Regions from separate parts of the Mus musculus genome. Here region 2 is linked to region 1. The links are chromatin contacts, called in public promoter capture Hi-C maps. All regions are on one chromosome and are shown on one strand. Each heading gives the region's core, a stretch centred on a gene start, on an enhancer-like site or on the middle of the called end of the contact. The rest is flanking DNA. Distances are from core to core; before and after follow the strand shown.

The links. Capture Hi-C pulls out chosen DNA fragments and counts their contacts.
Region 2: a promoter capture Hi-C map of adipose tissue shows a contact between it and region 1. The contact joins two enhancer-like sites. A contact is called at or near these places in 3 of 39 promoter capture datasets (hematopoietic stem and progenitor cells, hippocampal neurons and liver), 6 of 484 Hi-C or Micro-C datasets (the G1E-ER4 cell line, Sertoli cells, bone marrow-derived macrophages and 3 more), 6 of 115 datasets of contacts at active chromatin or transcription factors (craniofacial prominence, effector CD8 T cells, embryonic forebrain and 2 more) and 2 of 9 other capture datasets (adipose tissue and liver).

Annotation. Positions count from the first base shown.
Region 1 is chr5:122,173,319-122,178,417 of GRCm38.p6, reverse strand. Ppp1cc (protein phosphatase 1 catalytic subunit gamma) reads right to left here. Exons shown (of 7, transcript NM_013636.4): 7 at 3,145-4,363. The coding sequence ends at 4,274. Among named protein-coding and RNA genes, the nearest start is that of Ppp1cc, 18 kb to the right of the region's middle. Within about 2 kb of position 2,852, at least 35 of the 459 cell types and tissues checked have an H3K27ac peak or open chromatin away from gene starts, as enhancers often do. A contact at or near this core is called in adipose tissue and embryonic stem cells, where this site is marked.
Region 2 is chr5:122,315,341-122,320,439 of GRCm38.p6, reverse strand. Pptc7 (PTC7 protein phosphatase homolog) reads right to left here. Exons shown (of 6, transcript NM_177242.4): 4 at 3,206-3,329; 5 at 597-726. Among named protein-coding and RNA genes, the nearest start is that of Pptc7, 33 kb to the right of the region's middle. Within about 2 kb of position 2,144, at least 92 of the 459 cell types and tissues checked have an H3K27ac peak or open chromatin away from gene starts, as enhancers often do. A contact at or near this core is called in adipose tissue and embryonic stem cells, where this site is marked.

The DNA.
Region 1 (5,099 bases), core at 1,603-4,102:
TGTTTTATTTTATTTATTTTTTTTATTTTCCGAGACAGGGTTTCTCTGTATAGCCCTGGCTGTCCTGGAACTCACTTTGTAGACCAGGCTGGCCTCAAACTCAGAAATCCACCTGCCTCTGCCTCCCAAGTGCTGGGATTAAAGGCGTGTGCCACCATGCCCGGCGTTAGTTAGTGTTTTATTAAGACCTTTTTATCAAACACTCTCATCCATAACAGGGTTTTTTTTTTTTTTTTGTATGCAAACACAGGTGGTCTTTTTTTTTTTTTAAATGTATTTATTATTATATTAAGTATACTGTAGAGGGCATCAGATCTCGTTACAGATGGTTGTGAGCCACCATGTGGTTGCTGGGATTTGAACTCGGGACCTTCGGAAGAGCAGTCGGCGCTCTTAACCACTGAGCTATCTCGCCAGCTCCCACACAGGTGGTCTTGGTGGAGCAGAGGATTCAGGTGTGGTTCATCTTTGCCATCATGCCCAGATTTAAATTTTCTTTTCCTTTTTGGCTTGAACCTTACCTCTCCCCAGCTGCTTTGGGCTTCTTGATCATCAAACTTTTTCCTTAAGGTCTTACCAAACACATTAACATTAATACTTAACGGATATAAATCAAATTCTCTCATGGACAACACGTACCTATAGTTGAAGATACTTAGAATGCTGAAGCTGTTGTCCAGCATTCACAGTCCAGCAACACATGATGGATTCTTTTCAGTTCAGCTTTGGGCAGAGGTGGCAGCCTGGGAGGTCCTTCCTGGGAACTAGTGGGAAATGACCTGTGCTGTGTCTCGTTTTCTATAAAGCAACCCCACTGGCTTGGACCAGGAGTCTTCGGTTTCTCTCTGGATGATGCTGCCAGAGTGCACGGTATGTGTGGCCTTGTGAGCAGTCTTGAGTTAATCCTGCCAGGGAATATTCTAGCTGTTCTGTGGGCCCGGGGCAGGAAGCTAGGCTGGTATGCACCAAGACTGCACATCTGGTAAGCAGAACTGAGCTCAGCTAAGTTCCTCTAGGTCACCAAGTGGGTAAAAAATTAATTTCAGGGCTGGAGAGATGGCTCAGTGATTAAGAACACCGACTGCTCTTCCAAAGGTTCTGAGTTCAAATCCCAGGAACCACATAGTGGCTCACAACCATCCAATCATGAGAGCTGACACCCTCTTCTGGTGTGTCTAAAGACAGCTACAGTGTACTTAGATATAATAATAAATAAATCTTTTTTAAAAAATGAATTTCAACTATTTTCTGATTCAAGGCCACCAGCATCTCAAACCGAGCCTTTTTTCTTTTTTTTTTTTTTTAAGATTTATTTATTTATTATATGTAAGTACACTGTAGCTGTCTTCAGACACTCCAGAAGAGGGCGTCAGATCTTGTTACAGATGGTTGTGAGCCACCATGTGGTTGCTGGGATTTGAACTCTGGACCTTCGGAAGAGCAGTCGGGTGCTCTTATCCACTGAGCCATCTCACCAGCCCCGAGCCTTTTCTTTTGATTAAAAATTTAAAAATGTTGAGCCAGGCTTGGTGGCGCACGCCTTTAATCCCAGCACTCGGGAGGCAGAGGCAGGCAGATTTCTGAGTTCGAGGTTAGCCTGGTCTACAAAGTGAGTTCCAGGACAGCCAGGGCTATACAGAGAAACCCTGTCTCAAAAAAAGAAAAAAAGAAAAACCAAAAAAGAAAAAAAAATTTTTTTCAATGTTCCTGTGTGTAGAACCCCAAAGGCCACAAGAGGGCACTGGACCCTTGGAGCCTGAGCTACAGGGAGCTGTGCACCCCACCCTGCAGTGGGCCTAACTGCCCTGTGCTCCTCACTTTCCATTCCCCAGACATGTCTTCAGAAGCCTGGCCTCTGCCTTCTTCCTTCCAATCCATCCCACACGGACTCTACAGTCCACCCCCTCCCATGTCTCCCAAGCTAACCCAACAATGCCAATGATTCTCAGCTTGTCCTTATCCACCACCAAGTATCAGATGACAGATGGACTTCTTTCAGCCACCTGGGCTGGCCCCAACCAGGACACCCTTTCTTCCTGGATTAGCACTTGTCCCTTGGCCCCCAGTTTCACCTGTTACATAGGTGTGTGCTGTTTTTTTTTTTGGGGGGGGGGGCGGGGGGCTATACATGTATGGTACATTCATTCACATGTTTACTGTGAATATGAACAGAATGGTGGACTGTCTCACACCAGTTTCTACAAGTTTTGACACTCATTACTTCTAATACCAGGAAGCACCGTGTCCTCCCTCTGTGGTTTGGTTTGGTTTTTTTTTTTTTTTTTTTTTTTTTGGTTTTTTGTTTTTTGGAGACAGGGTTTTTCTGTGTTGCCCTGGCTGTCCTGGAACTCAGAAAGCCGCCTGCCTCTGCCTCCCGAGTGCTGGGATTAAAGACGTGCGCCACCACGCCTGGCTCCTCTGTGTCTTTTTATGTTGGTGTCAGGAAGACTTGCTCAGATGATGAGCTCAGAGGAGCACAGGCTGGTGTAACTCAGCAGAGACGCCCCATACACTCCTAACTGGGACTTGCTGTGGCTCTGCCATTCACCCAGCTAGCGAGCCAGAACCTGAGAGAAACGAGGCACTCCCTAGGTTACAAGTTACAAGGGTGCATGCAGACAGAGGAGGAAGCCTTTGGTAAACAGTGAAAGGCTTAAAGTGTCTCTTGTATCAACTTCACGTTTTCTCTGCTCAGGGCCCCATGACAGAAAGCAAACCACCTCTAGGGCTGATGCCCTTCAACAGCCTCTGACCTAATCAATGGCTCAGATTCCGACCATTAGGTTCAAGCTGAAGGAAGCAGGCTGGGATGTGGGAGTGCCCAGGGGAGTACTTGGCTGACCCTTAGGACCCACTGGCCAGCAGTCAGGCCAGACACCATCTAGGCCTGCCCTCCACCACCACACACAGGGTCTGAGGCCAAGACACTCCCCAGGAACCAGGGCTACCTGGCTTCCTCTCAATGCACCAGCAGCTTTAATAGACCAAGGCAGCAAGAAACTAAGGCTACAGGCAGGGCTCCAAGGAAGCCAGCCCCTCCCTCCTGCCAGGCTACTTAGCCAAGACCCAGGCCCCTCCCAAAAGGACTGCATATGGAAAGACAGGAAAGGATTCGTGGGGCCGCTGCTGACAGAAAGACACGAACAAGTTAACAAGCTTGCATTTAATAAGTCTGAAACCATTCTCAGCACATGGCATTGTACACGGGCATCTGTGCAAACAGATTCATTTAACAGGTCGTAGTTTAAAAAAGTCATAGATACTGTGAGTTCTGTATAAACCGGTGGACGGCAAGTTAGTTCCTTTTGATTTATAAGCCTCAATGTCACCGCAGAATAAAGAATGTAGCCAAAGAAAGCATTATCGGTCACTCGTATAGGACAGTGTTGTTTCTATAATTTGAAGCTTTCTGAATGGACGGGTTCAGGCCTGATCCAACTGTAAAAAGATCACTCAGTGAATAGACTATATGGGAACTGTACAAAGTGTCATTAACTTCCATCATTAATAGCTTACTCAGCACTATACCACTATTGCTAGTTAAAATAACCTGCTTCTGAGGCCCCACGGAGGGAGGCGGCCTGTGCACGCAGCCTCGATGCCCTGGCCACCTCATCCCCAGGGCGTGCCATACAGTCCAACAGAAACTTTGGCTTTAGGAAGGAATCACAGACATTGAAAAGAATGGCTTTAATCATTATTAAATGTGCAGTGGGAAGGAGTGTGCTTCAGATAGTCTGGGCAGGGCTGGCGGCAGGCAGGTCACTCCTGCTGCCACAGCTGCAGACACTAGTTTGTACATGACAAGACAATGAGGGAAAGCAGTCCCTTTCAAACAAACTGGAAAAAAAATTGTTCACAGTGGTTTGTATCAACAGAATGCATTTATGACAATTACATGTAGAGACTCACGCACTCTAAGGCTCTCTTTATATCCTAAAGAAAACAGGCATTTACATTATTCATGACTTATACTAAATTAAAAAAAGATCAATTGTACACTTTCTCCTCAGACAGGATAACCTGCCAGGGTGTACAGCTTAACACCATCATCAGAGCTGTCCACAAAGGGAACAGAGGTTCAAAACAAAATGCTCTCTTGAGAATGAAGTGCTTGGCTTGCTGCTATAACCAGCAAGTGCCAGCAGTAATCAAATGGAGGAGGGCCCGACAGACAGGTCTACCTGGGCAAGCTGACCAGCACATCACAGTTTAAAAAGGAAGGTTATGAACGCTATGTTACAAGTCCCAACCAGGCAGTGTCAAGTGACATCTATTTCTTTGCTTGCTTTGTGATCATACCCCGTGGTGGTGTGACAGGTCTCGTGGCGTTGGGCTTCTTTTTCTCTGCAGGCTTTAAAATCTGTAAAGAGGAAAGAAAGAAGAACCTTAGGAGAGCTATACCTGGACCTCAGCTCTGTTCAGATCTCCATCTAGAAGTTCTGCCTAATGCTGCTGCCCCCTAAATGCTGAAAAGCCCTCTAGAACATACCCTGGACCGACTGGTCCCTGAGCATTTTGGTGGAGAAGTGCCATGACATACAGCCAGAATATGTGATCTGGAAAACAGTTTCTGCTGGGGCCAAGTGACAAACTCAAGTCTAGAGCTTCCCACAACCTTGAAGCTCTGTGGAAGGCACTGGAGTCTGCAGTCTCTGGGGAGTGCTGAGGCCTGCCTCGGGACTTCCACAGCTACAGTAACATTAACAACTGCGTGAGCTTGAAATGGATCAAGCCCACTATAGGGAGGAAATGTAAGAACCAGGGGCCAGCACAGGAGACGATATCATGGCACAAGCTGATGTGTTGGCACTTGGGAGGCAGAGGCAAGTAAATCTCTCTTACATTCATGGCCAGCCTGGTCTACAGGGTGTGTTCCAGGCCAGCCAGAGGCACCCCAACTCCCTCTTCTCACCAAAAGCACTGACTATAAGTGACACTGTAACACACCGCTTGCTTCCACCCACTTAAAGAATTCAACTACACCTAACGTCAATCCTGGGAAAAGGTTCCGTATTATTTTTCCTTTCTTTAGGAAGAGCCCACACACTTTTTCCATGGGATAAATATTCCTAAAAAAGAAAGGGCAGCCTGCTCAG
Region 2 (5,099 bases), core at 895-3,394, 140 kb before region 1:
CTGCCGCTTTCCTACTCGGTGGCTGTGGTCGGCCCACAGCATCACATGAGTAAGTGCAGGACGGCTACAGCCCAGCACTCACATACCGCACTGGCCTAATTTGGACAAACATGTCCAGTGTTTGGAAACTCAGAATAGCCTGTATTCTAATCTGCCAAGAAGCTATGGCATGTGCTTTCCTCTGTTTTAACATTTCCTCAGCCCAGATGTGCTCAGCATGTCATAATATTACCCTAGCAAACGCTGGGCAGCCCTAGACAGTTCTGATGCCAATGTCATCCAGCCAGGACGGGCCTGATCCCCCAGTCACACCAGGAAGTAGACCAATGGCAGGGTCGTACAACTTCCCTCTGCAGACTGCTGCAGCAGTTTGGACTCAGCCACTCAGGAGGCAGAACTTAGCTGCTGGGGATGTGGCCCTGGGTAAGCAGGGCACTGTGGAGTAAAGGGCTTCAGGTTCCATGCTCTCTCAGGCAGTCAAGGTCGGTTCTGAAGGGCGGCTCAGGAAAAATGAGCCGCCACCCTCCGACCTTGCTAAGAGGACACACACCTACACATTTTCACCCAGAACTCAGAACCTTCCAGAGAATGCTTACCTCTCACATTTAATCCATTGTCACATGCAAACTGTGCAAAAGGTGACATATAATTTGGGTCATAGGCCAGCTCATGCGCTTGCTCAGCAATGCTTCTTGCAGTCCGCTGTATACTCTCATAATTTGAATTCTAAAATGAAGGATGGAGTTATTTTTACCACGGTGCCTCATGTGAGCTCTGCATAAGAACACTTGATGCAGGCAGCACTGTAGGCAGCTGCCACGCACACTCCAGTAAAAGTCTGCTTGACAGGCTGAGAAGCCTGGAAGCACTTGAGGAAAAGAGTTTCACGGAAACTCACCTCCTGGAGCTTTGGCGTTCTCATTAACCCATATACATACCCTATTCCCACGTTAGTCTGGTGTATGGATCCCTGCGCTCTCTTTTAGCATTATATTATTTTAAGTGCCTTTTAAGATTGAATTCTGACGTAACCAGAGCCTTCGCCAGTGTTCCAAGGTCCCAGAAGCAACTGAGCTTGGAATCCGGCAGGAATGCAGTAAGGAAGTTACCTATTCAGTAACTAAGCATTACAAAAAACGGAGCCAGCAGCTCAGAGCTGGTCTGCAAAGTATTTACTAAGGACAATAACAAATCTCACCCAAACAAGGGAATACCATAATAGAGCTAGGGAATCCCACTGAGACTTAGATCTTCCCTACAGCCAGGTATAGCAAGCTTCATATTAGAAGCAAGTTGGTAAATTCTTCTAAAGACCCAGGAAATAGGGGGATTGTGGTATTGCAGTATTCATGAGAAGGCCTGCTAGTGCAGAACCCCTGGTGGTGGGCTTAACAATAGACTAGCTTTACACCTGGCTCCCTTCATAGTGGCAGCAGCCTGGTCCCCGCCTTCTTTTGATGTATACATTCCTTTTGTATTTCATCACTGTAACTTGGTGGATCGTATTTTGCCTGGTTTCTTGTTATTCTTCGGTATAAAAAGTTTGATGCTCAACATGACAAAATACATTCAGATTCTACACAATCTCACGTGTTGGTCTGTCTGTCACCCGCCAACTCCTTGCCCATCTGCACCCAGAGACCCGCTCCACGCAGACAAAGGGACCCAGATGGTCTGCGGCAGGCAGCACACTCACCTGAACACTCCCCCAGCACTTAGGTTTATCCAGTGAGAAAAGACATGGAGACAGCACTACGGGGACCAAGCCCGTCAGATCAAGGCCCTGCCTGAACCTTTGGTTGAAATGGCTCCACATTTTTAATTAAGATTTTCATTTTTGGTCTTCCATTTGAAATTTTTGAGGTATTCTTGCTAAAATGGGATGGTCTGAAAAGGTGGGTTTGGGCCACATTTTCATGGTGCCTCAGAAGTCCCCATGTTTGGGAAAACACCTAGCTAGCCATATTAGCTTTTTTCAAGTAAGAGGTGCTCTGGTGCTGGCTATGCTGAGACTGGCCTGCAGGCTTTGTATGCCATAGCAGACTCTTGCTTTGCTGTGCGTTCTCTGACCATGCCCTGTCCTAGCTACTTCCACTTCCTCATCTATAAAATGGGCGCTGGAGGACAAGCCTCTGCTCAGCCCTGCCATCAAAGGTTCTACATCTTTCAACCAGCAGAGGGCTAGGACAGCTGGAGGCATGGCTCCAGAGATCAACAGTACTGGTGTCCTTGCAGAGGACCCAGGTTTGGTTCCTAGCATCCACAAGACTGTTCACGTCAGTTCCAGGGGATCCAACACTCTCTTCTTGCCTCCATAGGCAACACTCATACACATAATATTTTTAAAAAGCAAAGTTCATAAAGAAAATGAAAAGCCAACAGGTCTGTGCGTCTAGGCCGCCTCCTCACAGGGGCCTTCCCTAGCCAATCTAAGATAGGAGTCCCCTTTATTTCTAACCCTGCTCACTTGCCAGCAGCCTATATTGTGTATCTATCTCCTCCCCAGCCGTTCTCCTCTGCACTGGAAGCCCCGGAGGGTGGGCCGAGTGCTTCCTGCTGACGGCTGTCAGCACACAGTGCCCCAGTACAAGCGACCACCACAGGGCAGGCACGGTGCTAGGACTTCCTCCCCATGGTGTTGGTTACTCTTCCCTGCCACCCTGAAGGGGAAGACTTTTTCTTCTTCCCAGTTCACAGGCAAGGAGGCACTGCTTGGACAGTAGAAGAAACACCCCAAGCCAGAATGGCAAGGTGCCAGAGAAGAAGGCCAGGTCTGCCAGCCAGAACTTTCTCTGGGCTAAGAGAATCTGGAAAGCCCAGCTTCTGGTCCTGCCACCTTTTGTGGTAGAGGCCAAACTCTCCCTCAGTGATAGCTCTAGTCAACACCCACACTCCTTGCTGCCTGGTCTCACTTCTGACCTCCCAGCCTCAGCAACCGCAGGGTGTGTGGTGACAGGAAAAGGAGAGAGGCATAAGCAGGTGCATAAGATACGAGGAAACAAAGCAACTTCCGACTCCCCTGGACCACCCTATGAGGAAGGCTGAGCCAAGGGCTCCCCCAGTTCTCCTCTAATGTTCCCAATTGTAATCGCCTGGGATAGTATACCCATCATTTTGTGAAGTTCAAAAAACAGTCTTTTCCAAACCAACATAGGGACAGGGCACTGGGCAGAGCGGCAGCTCCCAGGGCCTCCAGGCTCCTTACCTTCAGTTTTTTCAGCTCCTGGAGGATCATGTAATCAGGCATGTTGTCAAAGAGCCCATCTGTTGCTGTCAGGATGATATCTCCTAACTGGACATCGAAAGATGTGCTATCAGCAGCGTCTGGGCTGTGGCAAGGACAGAGGAGGAACAGCAAGGTGAAGGAAGCCCTGCAGGTATGTGCCAAAGGCCCTGCTACCTGCATTTTACAATGTCAGGAGGCTTTAAATATGGCCTCAACTAAGGAAGCTGGGCTAGCGAGCGAGTCAGCAGACAAGGGGAAGACCAGCAAGCCTGCTCACTTGAGTTCTCCCATCCTAAGCACCCACAAGTGAGAGAACTGACTGCCACCAGTGTCCTGTGACCTCCATGCTCCAGCTGGGGCATTAACCCCGCCTCACAACATGAAGTCATACCAAAATGTCAATCCTGAGAAAACTAGCTGACAGCATCATCTGTATGTTTCAAAGGCTCAACAAAAGCCATTGAGTAAAGCTGAGTCCAGGCCAAGAGACCAGTCACGCATGGCACATGGATCAAGAGGAAGGCTCTCTCCTGAGGCAGGTCTAACCTCCACTATGTGCAAGGGAGTGTTCCTGTCCAGTCTGCAGTCTCTGATCCCAGCCTCTCCCACCCACACCACTACGCCCCTTCTGGCTCTCAGGAGGCTAGCCGCCCGCAGAGAACATGAGCGCCCAGAGAGGCTCTAGCACAGTTAAGGGCTGTGTATCTCCCACCCTGACATGGAACGCTTCAAGAAACTAGCTAATTGGCATACTGCAAACAGAATAACCCTCTGAATTGAGAGAAAATCTGTAATATGTTAAATAGAAAAGGCAGGAATATGTGGTGGATACAACTACTTCTGTAAAGAGGGGCAGACACACTTGAAGATTTCTAAGCTCAGAGCATCCATCAATCTGGAGAGAAGCTAGCCCAAGAGCCTCCTGGAGAACATGGGGTTACACCAGCGGCAGGAGGACGGTTGCTTGCCTTTTTTTTTTTTTAATTTATTTATTATTAAATGTAAGTACACTGTTCCTGTCTTCAGCCATACCAGAAGAGGGCATCGGATCCCATTACAGATGGTTGTGAGCCACCATGTGGTTGCTGGGAATTGAACTCAGAACCTTCGGAAGAGCAGTCAGTGCTCTTACCCTCTGAGCCATCTCGCCAGCCCCTGCCTTTTGTTTTTTTGGTATAGCTTTTCTGTTTTAGAGAGAAGGTCTCAACTTGTAGCTCAGGCTGAACTTGAACTCATAATTCTCCTGCCTCGGCCTCCTAGATGCTGGGATGACAGGTGTGTGCCACTATGCCCAAGCTGGGTTCAACTTTTAAAGGATGAGATGGCAGGTATTTTTTTCTTACAAAGCCTAAAGGAAACAGATCTAACTTGGGGGACACAAAGGCAGGAGTTCACAGCCCTGTGAGGCTGGCTCTCCTGAAGGCCACCTTCACTGTTTCCCAGCCTGAAAAGGCAGACAGAGGAGAGACCTAATCGTCCACCTGGCCCTGTGGTTAGGAATAACAGAAGCAAGACCTTAGACACCGACCAAGAGGCCAGAGCCAAAGCACCCCAGGCTTACCAGAAACCCCACACTTGTATACTAAGTGCTGAGACAGAAAACACATGGAAGAAAACACAAAGTAAGCCTGGTACACGCCTGAGGATCTACAGTGCCCCGAGCAAACGCCTGGCTCAGCTTTGCATGGCCATCGAGGGAAGGAGGCAGCTCACATCTAAAGATAAGAGTGACAACTAAGAACACGAAGCAGGAAGAGAAAACCACCATCGTACTGGTGGGCACTGGGCTAGTTCCTTCTGCAAAACTCCAGTCGGTATGCAAGGCTCTGGCTGTGTCCTTACAAGTGCACCGGGTTTTGGAAGTACAGAGTAA